Linked DNA regions of Sus scrofa: region 1 is linked to region 2. Evidence: chromatin contacts called from public HiChIP or PLAC-seq data. All regions are on one chromosome and are shown on one strand. The core of a region is the stretch at or near the end of the contact, and the rest is flanking DNA. Distances in the headings are between cores, read along the strand shown.

Region 1 (4,864 bases), core at 1,785-4,284, 250 kb after region 2:
TAAAAGACAGGGTAATGTAGGCTATAGGCATGCTTTTTTTTTTTTTCTTTTGGTGCAATTTTCCCAGATCTTCATCTTCTGAAAAGCAAATGCATCTTTGCATTTTCCTGGGTTTGCACAAATGCAGACCTCTGGAAGAGATTCTTTGGAAAGATCATCATTTGCCCTGTCTTATTTCACACACACACACACACACACACACAGATGCTGCTCAGGCGCAGCAAGTGCGCTGACCTGTCACATTGTCACAACATCTCCCTAACACCTATTTGTGGTTGTCTTTTGTGAGGCAGGTGGAGGGAGAGGCTCCTGTGATTACTACCCCCCATCATTGAACAAATCTTTCTGGTTGTTTTTTTCTGGGAAGCTTTTCTCAGATTCTTAAAGGGAGCACAGACCTCCCCCCAAAAATTAAGAACTGCTGGGCCCCTCCCAACTTGCACTCCCCCACGCTCCTGGCATCCTTGCCACCGACACTAAGGGAATTTCAAAAGGATAATCAAGGAATAATAGGCTCAAACCAGTGAGAAGTTTGGTAAGTGAACAGAGCCATGCAGGGCCAAAACTCTGCCACACTGAAAACCAAGACACAGGGCACTTTAATAGATTTCTCTTGAGTGCCAGGATGCCATAGAGGACTTTTCTGAAAAGGCAGCATCAGGAGTTCCCATCGTGGCTCAGTGGTAATAACTCCAACTAGCAGGCATGAGAATTCAGGTTGGATCCCTGGCCTCACTCAGTGGGTTAAGGGTCTGGTGTTGCCGTGTGCTGCAGTGTAGGCTCGGATCTGGTATTGCTGTGTCTGTGGTGTAGACCAGCAGCTGCAGCTCCACTTTAACCCCTAGCTTGGGAACATCCATATGTCGCAGGTGCAGCCCTAAAAAGCAAAAATTAAAAAAAAATTCTTAAAAAGGAGAAAAGAAAGAAAACACAGCATCAAAAAGAGTAGTCATGCCCTAATAAAGAGGACAAAACAGTGCCAGCCTGTGGATCAGAAAAGAGTTTGAGTAGAGGCAGGATATAGAGTAGTTTGGGGGGGGGGTTGTAGTGGTGGTGGTTGTTTTGGCTGCAACGCACAGCAACTTGATGTGGGACCTTAGTTCTCAGACCAGGGATTGAACCCAGTCCACAGCAGTGACAGCACTGAGTCCCAACCACTAGAGCACCAGGGAACTGCCAAGTCAGGATACAGAAAAAGAAAATGTGGGCGGGCGCCTAGTAAGAAAAGGACCGGAGCGCAGAGGATGGGGGCCGATTCTTTTCTATCTCAGCCAAGGCCTCAGCAAGAAAGAGAGTTAAAGACTTTGAGTCCAAAAAAAATCTCAGACTCTTACAGGGGCCAAAGCTAGAATAATGCATCAGAGACCTTTAAGAAGAGAGCATCTTACCTAGTTATTTAAGATGGGTGAGGTGGAGACAGGAATTAACTCTAGGAGTCTACGGACAAAAAGCCCTTTCTGTATCAGAGTACAGAGAAACAGCGTGTGGTTTAGTGGCTATAGGTCATCAGGGCGCCTTGTACTCCCCAAAGAAGGTCTCCACCCCCTGTGTACACAACCCAAGCCCCAACCAAAACAGGCAGCCTTTTCACTCAATATGGGGTCTGAGAACCACCCCATCAATTTCATGTAAATTACTGGCATCAGTGCCCCCAGCTGAGCTGCTTGTGGGGAAAACAGCAGCTCCTTCATGACACAGATGCAGACAGTCCATCAAGTGAATGGAAGAGGCCTGCCCATAACCCCTTATTCAAGGTAATGCTGGGGACTGTGGGCCTTTCAGGTGAACGGGTGTGTCACTGTCCACCAGAACAGCCTTTCAGCTTCGGGTACCTGAAGCAGTGTATTTTTCTTTGGTCTATACAGGCTCTCGCTACTAAACATGGAAAAGGTTCAAAGTAAAGAACCTATAGCTTTGCCTATAGCCTGTAGCACTTATTCTCCAAGTGAGGTCCTTGGGCCAGCGGCATCAGCATCCCTGAGGGAACTGCTACAAATTCAGATTCAGGCCCCACCCCAAACCTACTGAATCAAATACTTTGGGGGCATAGCCCTGTAATCTGTGTTTTAACAAGCCCTCCCAATGATTCTGATGCTCACTAAAGTTTAGGAATGACGTTAAAGCAGACTAGATTGAAGGGACAGTTTAATTAATTCAGTCCAAAGTTAATGAGACTAGAGAATGACCGAGGCCTTCAGGGCCAACTGCTAAACTCTGATGCATTAAAAAAGACGCCCCTTCTGGGCAGATTCAGCAGGTGCTGTTATTGGCTTCAGACTGAATTTTAACTCCGTTGACCTCCTGGGCTGTGTGTTCCTACTGTGCCCAGACTGTGTACCGTGATGCGGTGGCACCCCTGAATGATGCCTTTCTCTCTAATTAGACTCCCCTCCTCCAGGGCTTAATTAAGAGTAAAGGGGGGGTGGTCATTGTAAATGATGGTGATATTTTCTCGCCCCAGACTTAACTCGGTACCTTTTCTGAGGTTCAGCACTTGACTGTCACATAACTATCTCCCTCAACAGATTTTATTCTCTTGTTCTCGTTGTAAAGTACAACCATTTCCGCTATTGGAGGAGTTGAGTTTCTCTTTCAAAGCCTTGATTGGTCTTTATCCATGAGCCTTGGGTGTCTCCTGCGTGATTGGAACACTAATCAGAAGAAACAACTGCACATTTCAGAAGACGGGGTGAAAGGGGAGGTGGATAAAAATAGACAGCCCAGCTTCACCAAAGCATGGTTTTGCTTCACAAATATGACAGTATTTTGAGAGAGGAACACAGAGGGTGGCCCAAGGGAGGCTCTGATTCAGCAGAACCTCATGAATCCTGACCCTTCCTGTACTAAAAAAGTACAGGGGGTCGTTCTGGCTGGTAGATACGTAGAGATGAAACTCCCTCATGAAAGTGACTTAGAAATCATTCTGGAGTCCTTAGAGCAGCCAAACAACAAGTGAAGCAAGTTCAAAGTGGGAAAGGAAGCCTTCTTAGGCACTAGCATTAGCTAATTAAGTTCGCCAAGCCAGCATTTTCCAGTGGCCTCAGGTTCCCTGAAACATGAGCTTGGGTGTCATGGCTCTTAGGCAACATTTTATATGTGTCTGCTCACATTCATTTTTCTGGGGAGAGAACCCATGTCTTCCCATCAGATTTTCGAAGGGATCTGTGACCCACCCCTTCACCTCCCCAACTTAAGAACTGGGGGGAAACAAATTACAACTATAGATTATAATTCTATATCTTAATGCTCTGAATGATATGGAAAGGGAATGCATCAAACCTTAAGGACTGGCTAGTTTTGCTGCAAAAATGTGGACCCACTCCTAAGCTATTTATAACAAGCAACTATTGAATTTATAACCTTTTTTTGTCTTTTTTTTTTCTTGTTATTGCTTTTTTTAGGGCCACGCTCGAGACATATGGAGGTTCCCAGGCTAGGGGTGGAATTGGAGCTACAGCTGCTGGCCTACACCACAGCCACAGCAACTCCAGATCCAAGCAATGTCTGCGACCAATACCACAGCTCACAGCAATGCCGGGTTCTTAACCCACTGTTCAAGGATCAAAACCACATCCTTGTGGATCCTAGTCGGATTCGTTTCCGCTGCACCACGATGGGGAACTCCAAATTTATAACCACTTTAAAGAATTCTTTTAAAAGAAAAAAAGCATACCCAAAGGATAGCCACCATTTTGCTGGAGTCAAAGATGTATCAAATGTAATTCATGATCAGTGGAGCTTCTTCTGACCCCTAACCCAACCACTTGTTTAAGACCCATTTTGGAGTTCCCGTTGAGGCACAGTGGAAACGAATCCGACTAGGAACCATGAGGTTGAGGGTTCGATCCCTGGCCTCGTTCAGTGGGTTACGGATCCAGTGTTGCCGTGAGCTGTAATGTGGGTCGCAGATGCTGCTCAGATCTGATGTTGCTGTGGCTGTGGCTGTGGTGTAGACCGGCAACTGTAGCTCCAATTGGACCCCTAGCCTGGGAACCTCCATATGCTGCAAGTGCAGCCCTAAAAAGCAAAAAAACAAAAAAAAAAAGAGAGAGAGAGACTTAGGGAAAAACTTACTTCTTCTGTTTAGGCTGACAAGCCTGGAAATGGAGAGAAAATGTTTATAGAAGGAAATAAAATATGACATTGAACAAGTCATTGAGTTAGAATATATGACTCTTCATTAAAATTGTAGCTATTGGAGTTCCTGTTGTGGCTCAGTGGAAACGAATCTGACTAGTAACCATGAGGATACAGGTTCCATCCCTGGCCTTGCTCAGTGAATTCAGGATCTGGCATTGCCGTGAGCTGTGGTGTAGGTTGCAAACAAGGCTCAGATCTGGCATTGCTGTGGCTGTGGTGTAGGCCAGTGTCTACAGCTTGGATTAGACCCCTAGCCTGAGAACTTCCATATGCTTCGGGTGCAACCCTAAAAAGGAAAAAAAATTGTAGCTCCTGCAGCTGTGCAATACAATGAAGGAAAGTTCTTGCTTGCTGACATTTTGTTGCACGGCATTTTCTCTGTATGTTCAACTGACTTCTATCCTAAACGCCTTTCAAATATAGTCTTCTCTCCATGTCCCGTAAAATCAACCTGCCTTCTTTAATAAAATGATTAAAAGAAAACAGCCATCATAAACCAAGTTGAAAGACTAAGAGAAGCTATTTACAACATATGTAGCCAACAGAGGACTAATATCTATAATATATAAAGAGGTCCTATAAATAAGAAATCCAACAGCTCCGTAGAAAAATGGTAAAGAACATGAATAGCTAAACTATGGAAGAAGAAATGCCAATAACCAATAGCCTTACTCCTAATCACAAGAAATGTGATGGAAACAAGAAGATAAATGTTTGCCCATTT
Region 2 (5,078 bases), core at 1,809-4,308:
ACAAGACCTTTTATTTGTGTTTCATGCTAAGTCTTTGAAATACGGTGTGTATTTTCCATTTGCAGCACACTTTGCAGTGCTCAAGGGGCCACCTGTGGCTGCCATATTGGATACCATAGCCCCACGGCTTAAACCTCGGATCTGGCACACAGCAGATGCTTGCTGAATGAATGGATGGGAAGAACCTGAGAAAAATAGGAACCTTTTAGGAAAGCTGGTGCTAAGTGTTTTCTTTCACACTGCTTAAGGTTTTGTTTTTGTTTTTGTTTTTTTCTTTTTTAGGGCTGAACCTGTGGCACATGGAAGTTCCCAGGCTAGGGGTCAAATTGGACATATGGTTGTTGGTCTACGTCACAGCCACAGCAATGCAAGATCCACACCACGGATGGAAAAGAGAGACCCTGTCTGTCCTGTTCATTGGTGTAACCCCAGCACTTGGCATGTGGATGCTCAATAAATAGTAGCTAAATAAATGAAAGAAGATCTCTGCAGACTACAGGCTCTGACAAGTCCTTTATCATAGGTCATGGTGACTTTATTTACCCTAGCCTGTCTCAAGTTCATTTGACCGTGGAATCCTTTTATCCTGGAAATTAATTTTTCCTGGGAACAAAGTTTGAGAAATGCTAGTCCAGAGGTGCCAAAGCCAGCAAGACCGAAAATAACGTTAGTGAGTGTGACATGGCTAATAAACCGTAGGATACACTGGAAATATTCACTTCTAGAAGTTCAAGAGACTGAAGAGGTAAAGGCCACTCCTTTTTTTTTTTTGGCCAAGCACACAGCATGTGGAAGTTCCCAGGCCAGGTATCAAACCTGTGCCACAGCAGTGACCTGAACCACAGAAATGACAATGCCAGGTCCTTAACTGCTAGACCACCAGGGAACTCCTCACTATTGTCTTTTTCCCCCTTTTTAAAAATTATAGTTGATTTACAGTGTTGTGCCAATTTCTGCTGTTCAGTGAAGTCATACATATGTACATTCCCTTTCTTATATTATCTTCCATCATGGTCTATCCCAAGAGACTGGATGTAGCTCCCTGATAGCACAGGGATGTAGCTCCTGATAGCACTGGATGTAGCTCCTTGATATTGTCACCTTTAAATAGATATGGCAATGGTTGTGCAACTCTGTATAAATATATTAAAAACCATTGAGTTGGTATGTAAAATACATCTTGATAAAGCTGTTTTTTAAAAATTGTTTATTTTTTTATTTTATGGCCACACCTGTGGCATATGGGGAGTTTCTGGGCCAGGGATCAAACCCCATCCACAGCTGTGACCTATGCAGCAGCTGTGGCAATGCCAGATTCTTCAACCCACTGCACCAGGTTGAGGATTCAACCCACCCCTCTGTAGTGACCCTAGCCGCTGCAGTTGGATTCTTAACCCACTGTGCTATAGCGGGAACTCCTGTTTTGTTTTTAAAGATATGTATGTATGGATTTTTCCAGCAGAATCGAGTACACATCTGTGTTCTGAGAGAGATCCATTGACGAAAGTGCTGAATTTGAATTATGAGTACGGACCCTGGAAAATTTGGGTCCCTGTCCAGCAAGGAGATGATTCTGTTGTCTTGAATTTAGACAGCTTTCCAAGGGAGTGTGTTGTCTTTTGCAGCAGTGTGGGGGAAAAAGAAAATTCTACCAGATTTGGACCAGAATGACCACAATTTAAGGTCAGAATTTGATACTTAGGGAGAAAAACGTAATCGGAACTTGAGTAGCTACCCTGTGGCCAACTGCAGAGCGCTAAGGACAGATTTCACGACCATCTCAAACAGCGACCCCCCCCGCCCCGCCCCCCTGGAACCCCTAATGGAAGGAACTTAGAGTCCGTAGTAAATCTTTCTGGCTATGGCTCCAGGTACATTCCTCTGCTTTCTCTGCACTTCGGGTGGGAAATGTTGTGCTGGCAGAATAGAATGAATCCTAGAATATGCATTCTGTACGGGATGGTTCTACATGGAAGTTGAGTCCTCTGCTTTATGCAGCTCTGGCAAATGTCCTTAAGACTTTCCATCAGGGGAGTTCCCGTCTTGGCTCAGTGGTTAATGAATCCGACTGGGAACCACGAGGTTGTGGGTTCCATCCCTGGCCTTGCTCAGTGGGTTAAGGATCCGGCATTGCTGTGAGCTGTGGTGTACGTTGCAGACGTGGCTCGGATCCTGCGTGGCTGTGACTCTGGCATAGGCTGGTGTCTACAGCTCCGATTGGACCCCTAGCCTGGGAACCTCCGTATGCTGCGGGAAGCGGCCCAAGAAATGGCAAAAAGACAAAAAAAAAAAAACCAAACAAACAAACAAAAAAAACTTTCCATCAGGGATGTCGTAACATAGGCTAAATGGCTCTTTAAACTGTGTGTCAATAGTCTCTGTCTAGTATGGCAAAAACCATGCCACGTTAGGCCGGGCAAGTCTCCCAGGATGGCAGAGAGAGGAGGTGCACCCTCTGCACAGGACCTGGCCCCTGGCTTTACCCGTGACGGTGAAAGGAGTCTAGGGTCACCCGTCACTTCCTGGCTGGCAGCCCGAGCAACATCATACAATGCTGTTTGTTGATTTAGAAACATGACAGCCAGAGCTCACCACGGTTTTGACATCAAGTATTAAAGTGAGTCATTCTTTAATTTCCCAGCACTCTGACAAAGGGGGCTGCTCTTAAAACTCCTTTTTAGACTTTAGTGGAAGTCGACTCATCCATCGAAACAAGTAGCTAACGTAATATCTTGATCAGCTGAATCTAATGATTCTTTTTTTTTTTAAATCTTCTTACTTTTCATTTCTTTTTACTTTTTGCTTCTTTTAAGTTTGGGTGAAGCAAGGCCCTCTAGAATTGCTGTTGTTCCTGAGCAAAGAAAAAACATCCTCATCCTTTAATCCTTTAGAATTCTATCTGACCATCTTGAGGGTGTTGTTTCTTTCCCAGGATGAATCACCTAGAGAAGTAAGATTAGCTAAACAAATGTAATTTGATGACAACTCTAATAACATTGTTTAAGCACCTAATCTAAGCACCTAATTCCCCAAGATTGCTCCCCACCCCATGTCACCTACACACACGTTCAGGGCTGATTATATGTGCGGAATTACGGTCAGATCCAGGTGTTTCTAAGCCCTAGTTTGTGTATTTTTGCACCCCAGTTAACTGATCTGTGTGTTTATCCAGAAAAAAATGTGTCAACGGGGTGGGGGAAGAATGAAATGTCACCGTGAACTTGGATGCTCATATAATTAAGTTGTTGAAAGCTTCAAATGCTTTTGGTTTTATTTGTTGGATTATTTGGCATTCCCCAAGGCTCTTGAGTATTTTCTAGTTTTACCCATCATGGTGGGGTTGATGGATTAATTGATTCTTAAAAGGGCCAGGTTTCCCTCCTCTCCTGACTCTCTGGCTAAAGTGTTTCCAGCTGGTATAGACAGTTTATAGACGGTGATAGGACCTGTTAATGAATGTTGTGCCCACACGACACGAGACTTATCTTGGAGGACGGAATAGTACCTGGAAAGCACAGGGTTGCCCTGTTGCTTTTGGTTATCTTAGCCACCTCCGCCTTTGTGTCTTACACAGATTGTGAAAGTTGCTTGCCCTGACTTTCTCCATGGCAGCAGTCAGGAGCTAGACAGTCACCCAGTGTCACAAGGTCTTGGCTGAGTGCAGCCTGGCAGTCACCTTGCTTCTATGTACATAATAAATAGTCAGCACTGTGTACCTCGGCGATGTGTCCCATGAAACGTTTCTGTTTGGAAAGCGTTATAAAATTTTCCTTTCTGTTTTCTCTGCTTGGATTGCTAGCAGTCAAGTTCCACGGTGCCAAGGAGGAACAGAGAGAAATGAACATTTGTTGAGTGCTTTCTGGTCTATTTAGTCCTTGTAATGGTCCCGTGTGTTGAGTGTTATCCTCCCATTTTACAGATGCTACCACTGACTAGCTTGCCTGGCTACTCAGTGGTAGACCTGGATTCATGCCCAGGCTGATCAGACTACAGAGCCCAGGCTCTGTGCTTTCTCACTTCTGCCTTCCCTAGAGTCCCAGAGCTGGAAGGAGCATTAGAGGTTGTATAGTTCTATCCCAATAAACACACATACACGCGCCCCCTCCTCCCCAGTTTCTTCAAGACTGAATAACTTATTCAGGGTTATCCAAGGAAATCATTGGAGGAAGGTACTTCTTCTGTTCCAGTTAAGCTAGCAGAGTGGTCCGTAAGTTTTATCTCCTATTGAATGATCATTTTTACCCAAGTATTAAACTCAGTGACATTCCTCAGTTTAACTTTGATAAGTGAATCATACTCCTCTTTGAAAAATAACTTTCGTCATTCATGCTCTAAAAAGAGAACCACCCCTACGCTTTTCAGAAATTATTCCTTTTAATGGCAGTGAAAACCTTTGGCTTTCACAGACAGCATCCACAGAGATGTTCACTGGTGAGCACCTGCGGGTTTCTGAAAATTAGTATCTGTAAATAACAATGGGAACAAAGTGACAACCATGTTTTTGGTACATTTCGTCATAAACTTAAAACTCTTTGGAGGTAATCGAACTGGAAGGCAGAAGAATGACCGAAATGTATTATTCAGTGTTGTGTATTTTTCTTTCCTGCTGAGGTGGTTGCTCCTTGAAACCTTGTGTCTCACCGTTGCCTCGGAGGCAGTTTCCAAACCACACGCACAACTTCTTAGTGTTTCCTGAGAGCCACGCTTCATGTGGGCTAAAAGAAAACCTAACTTGATAGGATTGTTATTTTGAAAACAGAGCTGTAAAAGGTTTTTTTCAAAATTAAAAATGGTCCTCCGAAGGCATTTCCCATTATCAGGCATGTTAAAAGCTATGAAAAAAAAAAAAAAATCCAAACAAACCCTGCCTTAAGTTCCACAGCAGAGATGTTTTACTTTGTGTCAACACTTTGGAACTAAACATGTGGTCACCTAAAATGAACTATTTGAAGGGGACCACACTTAATTGGATGCGTACATTCTGGTCAGTTTTGTTTTTTGTTTTTTTCTTTTTTGGTCATTTTTTTAAAATAATGCTCTCCTTTTTTTTTTTTTTTTTTGGCTGCACCTGAGGCATG

Evidence for each region. HiChIP or PLAC-seq counts read pairs in DNA pulled down with a chosen protein or histone mark.
Region 1: an H3K27ac HiChIP or PLAC-seq map of skeletal muscle shows a contact between it and region 2. The contact joins two enhancer-like sites. A contact is called at or near these places in 5 of 5 promoter capture datasets (fetal liver, fetal skeletal muscle, liver and 1 more), 15 of 47 Hi-C or Micro-C datasets (alveolar macrophages, brain, embryonic fibroblasts and 10 more) and 2 of 2 datasets of contacts at active chromatin or transcription factors (alveolar macrophages and skeletal muscle).

Annotation. Positions count from the first base shown.
Region 1 is chr12:14,000,162-14,005,025 of Sscrofa11.1, forward strand. The region is part of intron 8 of PITPNC1 (phosphatidylinositol transfer protein, cytoplasmic 1); the gene reads left to right. Among named protein-coding and RNA genes, the nearest start is that of NOL11, 33 kb to the right of the region's middle. Within about 2 kb of position 3,035, at least 5 of the 83 cell types and tissues checked have an H3K27ac peak or open chromatin away from gene starts, as enhancers often do. A contact at or near this core is called in alveolar macrophages, retroperitoneal adipose tissue and skeletal muscle, where this site is marked.
Region 2 is chr12:13,749,408-13,754,485 of Sscrofa11.1, forward strand. The region is part of intron 1 of PITPNC1 (phosphatidylinositol transfer protein, cytoplasmic 1); the gene reads left to right. Among named protein-coding and RNA genes, the nearest start is that of PITPNC1, 11 kb to the left of the region's middle. Within about 2 kb of position 3,059, at least 18 of the 83 cell types and tissues checked have an H3K27ac peak or open chromatin away from gene starts, as enhancers often do. A contact at or near this core is called in alveolar macrophages, retroperitoneal adipose tissue and skeletal muscle, where this site is marked.